Regions from separate parts of the Ovis aries genome. Here region 1 is linked to region 2. Evidence: chromatin contacts called from public Hi-C data. All regions are on one chromosome and are shown on one strand. The core of a region is the stretch at or near the end of the contact, and the rest is flanking DNA. Distances in the headings are between cores, read along the strand shown. Region 1 holds the start of ARAP2 (ArfGAP with RhoGAP domain, ankyrin repeat and PH domain 2). Region 2 overlaps ARAP2 (ArfGAP with RhoGAP domain, ankyrin repeat and PH domain 2).

Region 1 (7,297 bases), core at 404-2,903, 42 kb before region 2:
AACCCACCTTGCTCAGAAAAGGATTTAAGATGGCTTACATAGATAAAAATAAATGACAAGTATGTGAGGACTATGAGGGAGAGGGAAAATAAAGCCCACAGAGTATGGACTTAATAGGAAGTCAAAAAGAGCCACAAAAACAAAAGTCTACAGAAATTAAAAAAAAAAAAATTCTTGAGATTTGGAAAATGTCGAGTGAACTTTCCTGGTGAAAATAGGTCTTGTTTTAAAGTATTTAGTTCAAAAGAAACTGAAGATTTGCTGTCTCTGGAACATGCTTGCCACAGCTGCCTGAGTCTCCCAGGGCAGGAGGGTGCTTTTTGATGGGCAGATTTTTCGCTGAAGATGAAGCCTCCCAAGAACCAGGGCTCCTGGGAAGCCTCCCACGCTCGACTTCACCAATTATTTCATTTTCATAATAAGCTCAGCACTTCCCCTAATTGTTTTACTTTCACCAACACGAACAGGACAAAGGTAAGGACATTTCATCTTTTAAGGGAGAGAATTTCAGGTACAGTCTGTACAAAGATGTTAACTAAAATATAAAAATAAGGAGCTTGCCCTTGAAGTCACTGGCAAGCGTAAGATTTTACGGACATTTAAGTATCGATATTCCGGGCCGCACAAGGGTTTTTCTGTTTGAATTCCCGTGTCCTCTTGCTGCTTTATTGTTACTTCCAAGAGCAGAGTGTCAAGGTCCAAGTCCACGGGAAAATGTCTTTCCGGGATCTAACGATCTCAGAGGCCAAAAGGACTAGAGCAGGGTTCTCCCTCCCCTCGGAGGGGTGGAGTCAAGAAGGGGGGCACAGAGACAAGGAGAAATATAAAACTTTTGTGAGGAGGCTGTATTCAGATCTAAATTGAAAATCCTCTGCACCCCTTAAAGTTACGACTGCTTGGGCAAGTTGCTCTCCCCCGCAAACTCAACTAGAAAGTGGGAATATTCGTCCTTCCCTCACAGAGAATCCGATATAATGGGTCGAGCCTAATCAGCACTGAGCTTGGTAAACAGATTCCCGGGCCCATTGAGTGCAACTTTACGCAGAAGCAGCCTGGGAAATCTAGCGCCCTAGATGAGTCTTAAGTTTGGGAAACGCTGAAGCAACCTGGAAACTACTTAGTAGAGTAATACTAATAATCAGTGGTGCTGAGGTTCCGCCCACTTAACAACCCACCCATCCGTGAGCAATGACCAACCAAATGGACGGCCTGAGCCGGGGTGGGGTCTCCGGCATCTCTCCGGGGAGGGCTTTGCCTTCGCCGCTTTGGGCTGCGGGACGCGTCCTCGCGGCTTCACCAGCTCCGCCGAGCCGGGAGCCCTGGGGCCGAGGTGCGCCAGGTGGCGAGGGTGCCAGGCGCGGCCAAGTTGGGGCGGACTGAGTCAGCCACCCAACTATGTTGCGGAACCAGGGCGGCCGGCTCGGCTGCCCCCGCCGCTGAGCCTCGCTGCCCCCACGCCTGGCGGCTCTCCCCGCCCCCGCGGGCCTGGAGGAAGCGGCCAAGGCGCGGCGCCGGAGCACCTGGGCAGGGCGCGGGCGGCGGGCGCGGCGCTTCCGGAGCTGCGCGCGGGCTCGCGCTCCCCGCCTCCAGGTGCGGCGGCCGCGGCGTGCTGGCCCGAGTGACAGCGCCGCCCGCGCGGCCGCCTCCTGGCTGCAGACGCCGTGCGGGCAGCCGGCGGGGAGGGAAGCAGGAGGCCCCGCGCCTGGGACAGACGGGTGAGGACTGGTCGAACCGGGCCGGGAGAGAAGCCGGAGACCGGGCTCCCCCGCCCGCCTCGGCTCCCCAGCTCCGCTGCCCGCGCGCAAAGCGAGTCCAGGGGACTGCAGTGGGCTGGGCGGCGGGGCCGGGGTCGGGCGTGAAGACTGTCTTCTGAGCCGCGGCTTTCCGGCACCTCTCTGGGTAAATTTCCAGAGCGCCAAGTGTTCGGCTCCGGTTTCTACCACTTGGATTTCATTCCCGCATGTGGGCGTCTAAAAGGAAACCAGAAGCTGGTAAGTGATACAAAAACTCTACTTAGTAATGGGATTTGACTCAGGAGTGGGAAGAGCCGGACAGACAGCTAGACCCCTTCCTCGAAAAGGAGCTGCCCTTCAGTGAGTTTCAGGCAGCAGTTAATTACTCGGTAGAGAGAATGAGTTCGCTCGGATCCCTGTGCTCCCCCGCACCCTACTTGTTCTACACTTTGAGACCGCAGGCCTGTTAATTAACTTTAATTACAATCATTTGGCCTCCACCTGCCTGAACCTAACCTCATACTCGAAAACTGTCGACAGGGAGTTTACCAGATTGATTTTCTCGTTGACGTTTGGAGACAGGTCTCCGGGGAGAATGGGTGCCCGTCTTATTAAACGAGGTAAGTTCATCCTTGCTTCTTTTCTTAAATGTTCGCCTCACCTCCTTGCGGCGATCTGGAGTAATTTTGATTGGGGGGAAGTCTTTGTGAAAATATATTGTGAACTATAACCTTTGATGATTAGAGGCAAATTAGAAGCTAGTTTGTTTGGAATAATGACATTTTAGGCTGTTGCAAGTTTGTATGGTGATAGCAACTTTTTTTTTTTTTGCAAGGTTGTCCTTGAAGTAGTCTGCTTAGTGGAATATATCCTTTTGGTTTAAAAAAAAAGTACCGAAAAATAAGCTATTTTTAAAAGTACGTATAATCGGATGTCATTGTGATTACCAATAATAGTGTTGTACTTACAAGCTCAGTATTGATTTCTCCCGCACTTAAGGACTCTTCGCCCGCATGAGTTTACGGGAACATTGCCCGTAAGTAATTGGAAGATGAAAGTTATGACTATTTTAAAAAGGAAGGTAACTTTTTTAAGGGGAAAAGAGAAATACTTCTAAACTTATACTTGTGACTTCCATACACTTACAAGAGAAATATTGAGGGGAAAATTCTCATGACCTTCCACTGTTTAACAGTGTTTTAAAAAGAAAGAAAAAGTAAAATGGGTCATGGAACTAGGCTAGAGCCTAAAGTGGAAATATCTCCCTGGCTACTTTTCAGACAGCTGTTTAACAAATACACACTTAAGGTGGGTCTTAACACCAAGAGTGTTTTCTATAGACTTGATTTGTCAGTACTCAAAGATTTGTTTAAATGAAAATATACCTAGAGGGGAAGTCAAATGACTTGTTAAAACTTATTTGTGGGCATGTGTGTTTGCATTTTTTTCCTTCATCCATAAGTCAGATTTTATATGGATAGTCCATGAAAGGAGAAACTGGTACATTTAAAAACAAATATGTATTTTTTTTCATTTTTCCTATGTCTCTTGAATATTAAATTTTGTAATGAAAGTTTATTTGAATTCTATAGTGCTTCTTTTTTCAAAAGTTTCTCACATATGATTTCATTTAATCCAATAGTAGCCTCTTTTTCCCCCCACCTACCCCCACATTGCCCCTTCCCCCTTCTTCACACTGGTGATCAGTAGTTTGTTCTTTGTATTATCTGTGTCTGCTTCTAAAAACAAATTTCTTAACCATCTCATATCACTGCAGTTTGAGCCTTCTAGATAGAGTACTTTTCAATTCAGCTACTTAGTTATTGTGATTAAGTAGAGGACTAAGAAGCTTCCCTGATGGCTTAGACCATAAAGAATCTGCCTGCAATTAAGGAGACCTGGGTTTTATCCCTGGGTCAGGAAGATCCCCTGGAGGAGGGCATAGCAACCTATTCCAGTACTGTTGCCTGGGAAATCCCTTGGACAGAGGAGCCTGTCAGCCTAGGGTCCATACGGTGGCAAAGAGTCGGACAGGACTGAAGCGACTTAGCAGCAGCAGCAGCATAGGACTGAGATTATAATGAATTGCAGTTTTTTTGGAAGAAAGTCTTAAACTAGCACCATAAGACTGTGAAGTTTTAAAAACCAGCTTAGAACTCTGTGTTATAAATGTCATGATATTTGGGAAATTTTCTGTTTCTGCTTTGTTTCTTTCTATCCCACCTCTTAGCAACTTTGAGAAAGTTCAGTGAAAGATGCTATAAAAATGTTACTTATGAATGACAGCTGTTGCTTTTAAGAAGAAATTATTTTAATGTTTTAGCAAGTTTTTTTTTCTTTCTTGTTTGTTGAATCGTTTATTGAATCCAATCTTTGCACTTTCTAAACTGATGAATTTCTGGAAAATATTAGGTAAAGAACTTTTTATTAATGTTGGAAATATTTCTTAGCTTTGATCAAATGTGATTGATGGGAGACTGGAGGCTATGAGATGTCTTCTCATCCGTTTGATTGCCTAAAGACATCTCCCTCATTGCCTCGCTTTGTGGCAATGCCTGCTGTCTCCACATGCTACATTCCCATACATCTTGAAATTCCCCTCTGTAGCTCCTTCACTGATCACTCCATCCTCCGAGTTCTGAATTGCTGCATATTTCAATTATATTTATGGAGTCAGTTTGAAGTTTTTAAGAGTTCCTTGGAATTCTTGAAAGATGATGGTGCTACTTCTTTATGTAATTATACATGAAACAATGCTTAAAATATGAACCATGTGAAAGTCAAGCTCATAAGACTTAAGTTTTCTCATCATTACTCTTGAAGTGTTTTTGTTGGGTACATTTGAGTCTTCCAGTTTTGGTGTTCCTCTTTTACTGGCTCTTACTGACTTATAAAGAACTGTCCATATACATTGGAGAAGACAGTGGCAACCGACTCCAGTACTCTTGCCTGGAAAATCCCATGGACCGAGGAGCCTGGAAGGCTGTGGTCCATGGGGTCGCTGAGGGTCGGACAGGGCTGAGTGATTTCACTTTCACTTTTCACTTTCATGCATTGGAGAAGGAAATGGCAACCCACTCCAGTTTTCTTGCCTGGAGAATCCCAGGGACGGCGGAGCCTGGTGGGCTGCCGTCTATGGGGTCGCACAAGAGTCGGACACAACTGAAGCGATTTAGCAGTAGCAGCAGTCCATATGCATGTCATTTTCCCTTGACATGCATATGGCTTTAACATGGTTACAGCCAAAAAACTCCTGGAGAGAAGACATTTCATTTCACTTTCTTTTTAGTATTTTATATATATATATATATACATATATATATATATAATTTTTTAGTCACTAAGTCGTGTCTGACTCTTTGTGACCCCATGAACGATAGCACGCCAGTCTTCCCTGTCCTTTACTATCTCACTGAGTTTGCTCAAACCCGTGTACACTGAGTTAGTGATGCCATCCAACCATCTTATCCTCTGTTGTCCCTTTCTCTTCTTGGCCTCAGTCTTTCCAAGTATCAGATTCTTTTCCAATGGCTCTTTGCATCAGGTGGCCAAAGTATTGGAGCTTCAGCATCAGTCCTTCCAATGAATATTCAGGGTTGATTTCCTTTAGGAAATCTGGTTTGATCTCCTTGCAGTCGAAGGGACTCTGAAGAGTCCCTTGAGAGTCTCAAGAGTCTCCTCCAACTCCACAATTTGAAAGCATCAATTTCAAAAGCTCAATTTGAGCATCAATTTTGATGCTCAGTCTTCTTTTTGGTGCAACTCATATCCATACATGACTACTGGAAAAACCATACGTTTGTTCACATGGACCTTTGTTGGCAAAATGAAGTCTTTGCTTTTTTTTACACTTAGGTTTGTCGTAACTTTTCTTCCAAGGAGCAAGTGTTTTTTAATTTCATGGCTGCAGCCACCATCCACAGTAATTTTGGAGCCCAAGAAAATGAAATCTGTCACTGCTTCCACTTTTTTTCCCCATCTGTTTGCCATGAAGTGATGGAATTGGATGCCATGATCTTCTTTTTATCAATACTGAGTTTTCAGCCAGCTTTTTCACTCTCCTCTTTTACCCTCATCAAGGGCTCTTTCGTTCCTCTTCACTTTCTGCCATTAAAGTGATATCATCTGCGTATCTGAGGTTGTTGGTATTTCTCCTGGCAATCTTGATTCCAGCTTGTGAATCATCCAACCTGACATCTCACGTGATATACTCTGCATAGAAGTTAAATAAGCAGGGTGACAATATACAGCCTTGACGTTCTGCTTTCCCAATTTTGAACCAGTCCATTGTTCCATGTCTCGTTCTAGCTGCTGCTGCTTGACCTGCGTACAGGTTTCTCAGGAAATAGGTAACGTGGTCTGGTATTACCATCTCTTGAAGGAATTTTCCAAAGTTTGCTGTGATCCATACAGTTAAAGTCTTTAACGTGGTCAATGAAGCAGAAATAGATTTAAAAAAAAAATCCTTTGCTTTTTCTGTGATCCAGGGCATGTTGGCAATATGATCTTTGGTTCCTCTGCCTTTTAGAAACCCTCCTGGTACATCTGGAAGTTTCCGGTTCACGTACTCCTGAAGCCTAACTTGAAGGATTTTGAGCATTATCTTGTTTTCATGAGAAATGAGTGCAATTGTACAGTAATTTGAACATTCTTTGTCATTGGAATGGAAATTGACCTTTTCCAGTCTTGTGGCCACTGCTGAGTTTTCCAAATTTGCTGGCATACTGAGTGTAGCACTTTAACAACATCGTCTTTCAGGATTAGAATATATATGTATATATATACACACAATAGCACTGTTCTCAAATGAGATGATAGGTGTTATCTTGAACTGCAAATGTTTCTCCCTGTTATGTTATCTTGGAGAGAGTAGTTAGAGATCCTTAAATATTTATTTAATAAATAAATGTTAATAAATGAGTCAATCAGTTAAGAGACACTTGCTGAGATATCCTTTTACCTAAGAAAAAAGAGACTTAGATAATTACAGAGCCAATATGAACAAGCCCTCAAATTCAGTTGGAAAAGAGGTCAGGGTGCTATTTATAAATGCTAAGAGAGGAAACCATTCACAGTAGGCTATTTTGAAACATCTGGTTGTTAGTCAAAAAATGTGACTCAAATTCAGAGAAATAGTGGAGAATACATCCGATACATTCGTATCCAAATTAAAAAATTGATATATAAAAGTGCATGTGTCATAAGTGTACATTTTAAAATCTTTTTATTGAAGTATGATATCATGCAAGTTTTTATCTCAGCCAATTAAACATTAAAGGTATGTTCAAGGTAGCATGAAATAGAACAGAATCCTGAAGAATATGTATGTTCTCATGCTTATATCAAGAATCCTAAAGGGTCTGAGTGTCCTTTCAGCTGCCAGGACACAGATGTGGGTAGGAGGGAGCTGGAATGAGCAGGTTGCAGGGGCACTCAGGTAGCTTGCCTCCACTGTGGTGTGGGCTTTGGTTTGTTAATGATTTTACCCCCACTCCTGCTCTTGTAGGAACTTGGGAAAATGCTTGCCTAAGAACTGTGGCCCCACTTTAAAGATCTCTGAATTA
Region 2 (7,101 bases), core at 2,381-4,880:
TCAGCATTATGTAAGCAAGGCAGGTGAGTCTGAAACAGCATATTTACGATATCTTTTTCTTAGATATTTTTGAAATAATTGAAAAGTATGTTTGTGATGATTAATAAAAGTCATACATTTTGACTTAGTTACTTTTCAGTTGTGTGATATTTAAAAATGACAATTTGGTAGCCTTTACCACTTTAATGTCATTGGTTAGCATACTGATCCAATTTTTAAAGAGTTAAAAGATACATTAAAACAAATAAAAACCTTGCTGGCACTTCAGATTAAAATTAAATAGGAGTGCCTTTATGTAAGTACTTCATAGAGATTTAATTGTTTGTATATACACGGTTGTTTAAAAAGAACTTTTAAAATACAGTTTTTGAGACAACAAAAACCAACACCAGGTGGCGAGACTATATTTAAGATAGCAGTTGACACTTTACACCAGCTGCCCTACCAGAACTCAAGGGAAGAGCTTATAGAAAGCAATAATACTGAACCTACCTTATAAATTATTGTAAAAAAAACTTCTCAAAGCAATGTTTTCCTTTAGGATCCTAACAACAAAATAGTATAAAACCGAGACTAATAGTTTTCTTGTCTGCTTTAACCTATTTTCCTGAAGGAATTCTGAAGTACTTTGCAGAATTGAACTCACGTATCAAATGGGTGGAGGTCAAATGTTACTGCGACCTGAAGAAATATGAAGGTGCTTTGCTGTAAAAATGTACCAGCATCTGTTTTGTGTAGTTGTTACGAGCACAGATTTAGGGACCAGACTGCCTGAATTTTCTTCATAGAAATGATCTTTATTAATTGTGTGACTTGGGCAAATTATTTAACTTGCCAGTCCTTCAGTGCCTTCATCTGTAAAATGGGAATATTTTTGCCTCTTATGGTTGTTTGGAGGATTAAATGAATTAATATTTAGGTATATCTTGCTACAGTGTCTAGAACAAAGCACTATATAAGTGTTTGCTATTTTTATTATCAAGATTATTGTGCCAGATAAGTTCTTTATTGACTGAGGTTTTAAAATCTGTGTGTAAATTAATCAGTATTTCAGATATAATTTGTGTCATGTGATGGTAGGAACACAGATTAAAGTGACATTGTTTTTATATCTTGTCTTTTTCAACATTTACTAAATGTTAATTGAAATTTAAGGGAAAGGTATAAGTTATGTTAGAGAAAGCTTTTAAAGTACTTTAGCAACCTCTAATTGTCTGTAATAGATCAATTTTACATACTTACCCTGGAATTAGTTGCTGGATATTAAGTAGACTTTTATAAATATATGAGAAATATTTAATTCTTACACAAAAAAGATAATTCTTAAAAATCAACTATTCATAACTTTCTTTTTAAATTTAAAATTGTATTGACATTTAGAAACATAGTGCATCTTAAGCTCTCCCTTTTATGCAGTTGAAATTTTGATTAAATTTTAGAGTTTGCCAGTTCAAATCCAAGTGTCCATTTGGCAGAAAGGGGACTTATATTGTGAGATAGTATCTAAGTACAAGTTCTTATCTTTAACCAATTGGTAGAATTTAGTATTGAAGTTCACATGCAGAAAATAGCTAATTTAATGTTGACACATTTAATGAATAAAATAGATTATATGTGTAATTTTAGAAACATTTATTAATTTTCATCTTTAAATAGGAAGATACAAAATGCACATACCTTAAAAAATATATTTTAAAAAGATGTAACTGTGAAATGTATTTTAAAATTACATGGGAATATTGATGAATTACAAAGTTTTTGTCAGAAAAATCTGATCTTTAGTATTTGAAAAGAACAAAAAAAGAAATTAAGGATAAAGTGGTTTAGTTAGTAATTTATTTTCTCTATCCATAAAATGAGAATTTGAGGAAGCATCTTACAATGAGAAATACATTTATTTGTTATTCTATGCACTAGATATTGACCATATTTTATATGCTAAAAACTGGTAGTCGTTGGTTTTACATTGATCAAAAAAACATGGTTTCTGTGCTTAAGAATCTCTGTATCTATTGAATAGTATGGGAGATGGAGGACACAAAATAAATGTATAATTGAAAATTCTCCTAAGTGCCATTAAGTAAAGAAATGGAGCAAAAGGCCAAAGGAACCTGAAGGATTTGTGTTACTCAATGGTGGCCACTTAGGGGAATGACTTTTGAGCTGAGATCTCAAGGACAAGCCAGCCATGTGAGGAGCAGGCAGCATTTTCTTGGCATATGGGAAGGCAGGCTGCAAGACAAAAGAGAGTCTAGAGAGAGGAGACAGTATGGTTGGAAGACAGTGTCCACAGAATAGGTACCCACAGATTTGATGCCTGGCTGGATGAATGAATGATAACAGAAGTAATGTTTCAATGGTAGGGTTGCAAAGTGGCTGTCTTCAACTACAAAACAGTTGATTTTTCAGCTGCCACACTCTCATTCCATGTCATTGTGGGCTTGGATTTGTCTTATTTACCTGATCTTTCATAGCTTATTAGACAGATTTAACCTTTATACTGTGTAGTACAGCAGCAATTAGAAGCAAAGGATTAGAGACATATCTAATCCTTTAGATACACATCTCACAGCATCTTAAAAACATAGTGCTTAGTGAAAAAAAGTGAGAAACAATGAGATCTATAGCACCATGCCATTTATGTAAATTAAAAATACATGTTTTGTGAACTTATGGCCAGTGGGAGGAAGGCATAAGTTAGGGAGTTTGAAATGGACATGTATGCACTGCTTTATTTGAAAGGGATAACCAATAAGGACCTACTATATAGCACATGGGACTTATAGCACATGGGACTCTGCTGAATGTTATGTGGCAACCTGGATGGGAGGGGAGTTTGGGGGAGAACAGCTATATGTATATGTATGGCTGAGTCCCTTTGTTGTTCACCTGAAACTACCATAACATTGTTAATCAGCTATACCCCAATACAAAATAAAAAGGTAAAAAAGAATAATGGGTTAAAATGGCTGAACCCACGCAATAGTCACCTGGTAGCTGAGAAAATCAAACTGGTTGGAGTATCTTATGAGTTCAGTCTCTCAAGAGGCCGAGGTTTTGGTTGACTTTCTTCAGAAAGCCAAGTATTAAGTGTGTTCTTTGTAGTCAGTGCCTAAGAGGAGAAATGTAGCTAGGCATGTGGTAGCATCTCTGACTGATCTCTGAGCTGTTTGCCCTCCCTCTTCCCCTACTCATTTTCCTGGATGATGCCTCAGACCTCAAACTGTCTGGAATTCTAAGAAAATTTTAAGTCCAAGTGACTGCAACTAAACAATCTTAAACAGGGTAAAGTAGGTTCTAAACTCTTTTTACTCTGTGCTTTGGCAGGTTTTGAAACTCTGAATCTAACTCTGAGGTTTCAGAAGTGATTATTTGAGTGCTGGTCAGTTGAGGTTTTACTTGTCATCTTGCTGTTTTGCTAAGGGGACATTTGTTGCTTAATCATGTCACTCTTTTATTCAACAGATTATTTTTTAGTGCCATATTTGTCTCTGTGTTAGTTGCTGATCATATAGTGGAGAATGAAATATCCTTGGACTTTGTCCTTGTAAAGCGTAAGAACTGGTGTGGGAGACAGACATTAAGCAACTCAACAAACATAACTACAGACTGTGTTAAGTGCAGCGAGGAAAAGGAGAGGGTGCTTTCAGAGAAGAACTTTGTGATTTGCTTTGGATTGGTTCTCAGGGGAGGAATGTCTGTGTGGGTGGTTAAGTGGAACTCTGAAAGATAAGGAGTAGTTAGCCAATGAATTAGAGGGGTAATGGAAGGTCTAAGGCCTTTATCTCCTACAGATGTTGATTATTTTTATTCTAAAATGGGAGATTATATGCACTACTGAACTCTGCTGCTGCTAAGTCGCTTCAGTGGTGTCCGACTCTGTGCGACCCCATAGACGGCAGCCCACCAGGCTCCCCCGTCCCTGGGATTCTCCAGGCAAGAACACTGGAGTTTGTTGCCATTTCCTTCTCCAATGCATGAAAGTGAAAAGTGAAAGTGAAGTCACTCAATTGTGTCCGACTCTTTGCGACCCCATGGACTGCAGCCCACCAGGCTCCTCCGCCCATGGGATTTTCCAGGCAAGAGTACTGGAGTGGGGTGCCGTTGCCTTCTCTAGTTTACTACTATTCAGCATGTAAGATGGGTAGACGCCTGACACAAAATCTTGATTTCTTGAGTTAGTGTTGAGATTGTGTGGGAGGGAGGGTGTCTAGTTACCTGCCTTTAAGTGTGACAGATCAACATGAAATGAGCTAAGTGATTTTATTCAATGTATAATTATTGTGTATTTGCTTAGTATTTCTTTACCTTGTAACTCTTAATGCTGGCAATTTGAAGAACCTTTGGGTCTGTGAAGAAAGTAAAAACCAACACTGTTGGATGTTGTAAGGTTAAGAGAACACATGGCATGCCAAGAGAAGTTAAAAAGCAGCAGAACATTGAGGGAATAAGCTGGAAAGAACAAGGTAGTTGGTTATGGTTATATAATTTTAAGGTCTTGTCATAGTCTTACGCTTATATGTGACAATGTTATCCACACCAGTGGATTTTGAAATTTCTCTCAGATCAATTTGCTCTAATTTTATCTAAGGAGAATAATTTGGCTAACGATCAACGTGGGCGGCTTGCTGTATTTCATTAGAGTAGCAAGTGTGTGGGCTCAGGAAGTAGCCCGGAAGACAAGTTCTCCACACTTTGTGAAGTGCTTTTTCTATCTTTAAATCTTCTGAAAACCGCAGAAAGTTATACAATTTCTTTAGCTTAAATGTGTTAGAAAACTGCAAAAGGAAAAGGTAGAGCTGGTTATCCACTTAGTTTAGAGATGACTTTTAAAATAGGAAGTTAGTTTTTGTATATTATCTGTGATAAAGGCCAAAGGTATCTTGATTGTGTCAGTTCACGCTGAGTCATGTAGAGAATAGACAGTCAAAACCTTGAGGACTGTCTGACTTTGGTGAAAGGGACTGAAAAACAAAACAAGCCCAAGGAGAAGTGGGTCTTCAGTTTTCCCTTATATAGTCAGGATGATTTTTTTTTTTCTCCTTTATGCCTAAATAAAGAACAGATGATGACATAATTTTGCTTTGCTTCTCTAGTCAACAACCATTTCAAACTGCATTTGCCTTTCATATGGTTCTTTTTCTCAAAATGTTAATGTTTCAGCGAATTTTGGATGATTGCAAATGATTCTCTATATTTAGATAGGGCCTTTTCAGCTTATTTGATCAGAATTAAATATGTCTATGTAAATCCAATTGACAAAGCTTTGTTATTTTAGCAAAATATTATTAATGCTCCAAAGCAGAGATTTAAAAACTAAGATAAAATGTTATAATCTTAATGAAAGATAAAAATTCTTATTATCAATGCTTTCATTAAGGGATTCTCCCTTGAAAGGATATGATGTGATGATCATATTTTTGTCCACACTTTGTTTTCTACTTTATACTTGTGGGGATGACGCTGTAAGTTACACGGTAAAAAATAATGACCCTGTTAGAAGTATCCTTTTTAAAAACACCTAGGTCAGCTGATTAGAAAGTGTCATTGTATGCATTGTCTTTCCTCTGTACCATGGCCTAAACTGCATCGTCACAGCCTATTGTTTTCTTTACTGTTTTAACAGCAGCAAGTGGGAATGTACTGAAACACAGTTATGTTACAAATGCATTTAAAATCCAAGTTCATGGTTCTTAAAAATGTGAAATGACAATTTCATGTATTTTACAGAAAACGCATGTTTCAGAAGAGATGGGTGAAATTTGATGGCCTTAGCATTTCTTATTACAATAATGATAAGGTAAGTATATTTTACAGTTTTAAAGGATTGTCCTGTGTGTGCTGAATTTATTTCAATAAACTAAGCACATGATTTGGTCTTTAGGTGTTGGATTATCAAGATGAAAAGAATTTGCATAGGGTAGAACACTTAACTCTTTTCATAGGTTAACTTTTTCATGGTGCATAAAAACATGTATCTAACAATTATTTGTGGAGAATCTCCTACAAACTACTAGAATTGCTATAGATGATATACAGATATATAGGAAATTGCCTTCATTTTAGGTAGCACTAAGAATGTTTAGAAAACAATACCACAAAGGAGAAGTTACTTTGTTCTCTAGAAGGGCTATGAAGGAACCAAGGAATGCTTCTTGCATGAGATTTTTAATGGCCATGAATTTTGAAGAAAGGAGTTTGTACGTAGAGTAAACAGAAAGAGCAGGACTTGATAGCTGATAGAATGAGTTGCCCAGATTCTTTGATGGGAAAATAGTGTATGTGAGGGAGACTAATGGCTGATGAAGCTGAGAAGGTTGGGTCTGGAGTTCCAGCTCATTGAAAATCTTAAAGTGCTAGGGCTTAAAATGTATTCTTTAAGCAGTTGAATCTTAATGACATGTACTGTTTTCATCAGGTGCTTCTTCATTAGGTATGAGAATGTCTTTATTCTTAAGAGCTGTAGACGGAGATATTTTGGAGTGAAGTGTCATGAAACCTGAAAATGTCTCAAATTTACCTCTCTCTATATACTTTATATACATTTATATATCGTAGATGTATATGTATATGCACACATACATAGTTAGGTAAAACAAAAAAGTTGCAATGTTAACAAGTGTCAAATTGAGGTAGAGGTTATGAATGTTCATTGTACTAATCTTTCAACTTCTATGTGTTTGAAAGTTTCCTCAAATAAAAAGTTGGTACTGATAAATATAACTGATTTTTTTGTTAGATAAAATCATATAATTTTATAATCTTAACTTTACATTCTTTTAATATGTAAACAACAGTTAACCACATTCTCTTATTTAAAGTTTATAGTCTAACATCATCTTCTCATTAGCGATTTTTCACTGCCTTATATTGGTGTTATTTCTGGCTTGAACATTGAGGTAGATTCCTTTTCATATATCGATTCTTCGGTGCTACAGGATGAAGAGCATAAGCTTTTAGAAAGAAAGTAATACACCACTGCTGCTGCTGCTGCTGTTAAGTCGCTTCAGTCGTGTCCGACTCTGGACGACCCCATAGACGGCAGCCCACCAGGCTCCCCCGTCCCTGGGATTCTCCAGGCAAGAACACTGGAGTGGGTTG

Evidence for each region. A called contact is a pair of places that touch in the nucleus more often than the background predicts.
Region 1: a Hi-C map of liver shows a contact between it and region 2, with 2.7 times the contacts expected there. The contact joins the promoter of ARAP2 here to the enhancer-like site in region 2. A contact is called at or near these places in 2 of 16 Hi-C or Micro-C datasets (hypothalamus and liver).

What each region holds. Positions count from the first base shown.
Region 1 is chr6:56,396,084-56,403,380 of ARS-UI_Ramb_v3.0, reverse strand. It overlaps ARAP2 (ArfGAP with RhoGAP domain, ankyrin repeat and PH domain 2), which reads left to right and starts at 1,653. Exons shown (of 32, transcript XM_060417576.1): 1 at 1,653-1,991; 2 at 2,274-2,353.
Region 2 is chr6:56,356,265-56,363,365 of ARS-UI_Ramb_v3.0, reverse strand. It overlaps ARAP2 (ArfGAP with RhoGAP domain, ankyrin repeat and PH domain 2), which reads left to right. Exons shown (of 32, transcript XM_060417576.1): 8 at 5,731-5,800. Among named protein-coding and RNA genes, the nearest start is that of ARAP2, 42 kb to the left of the region's middle. Within about 2 kb of position 3,630, at least 9 of the 54 cell types and tissues checked have an H3K27ac peak or open chromatin away from gene starts, as enhancers often do. A contact at or near this core is called in liver, where this site is marked.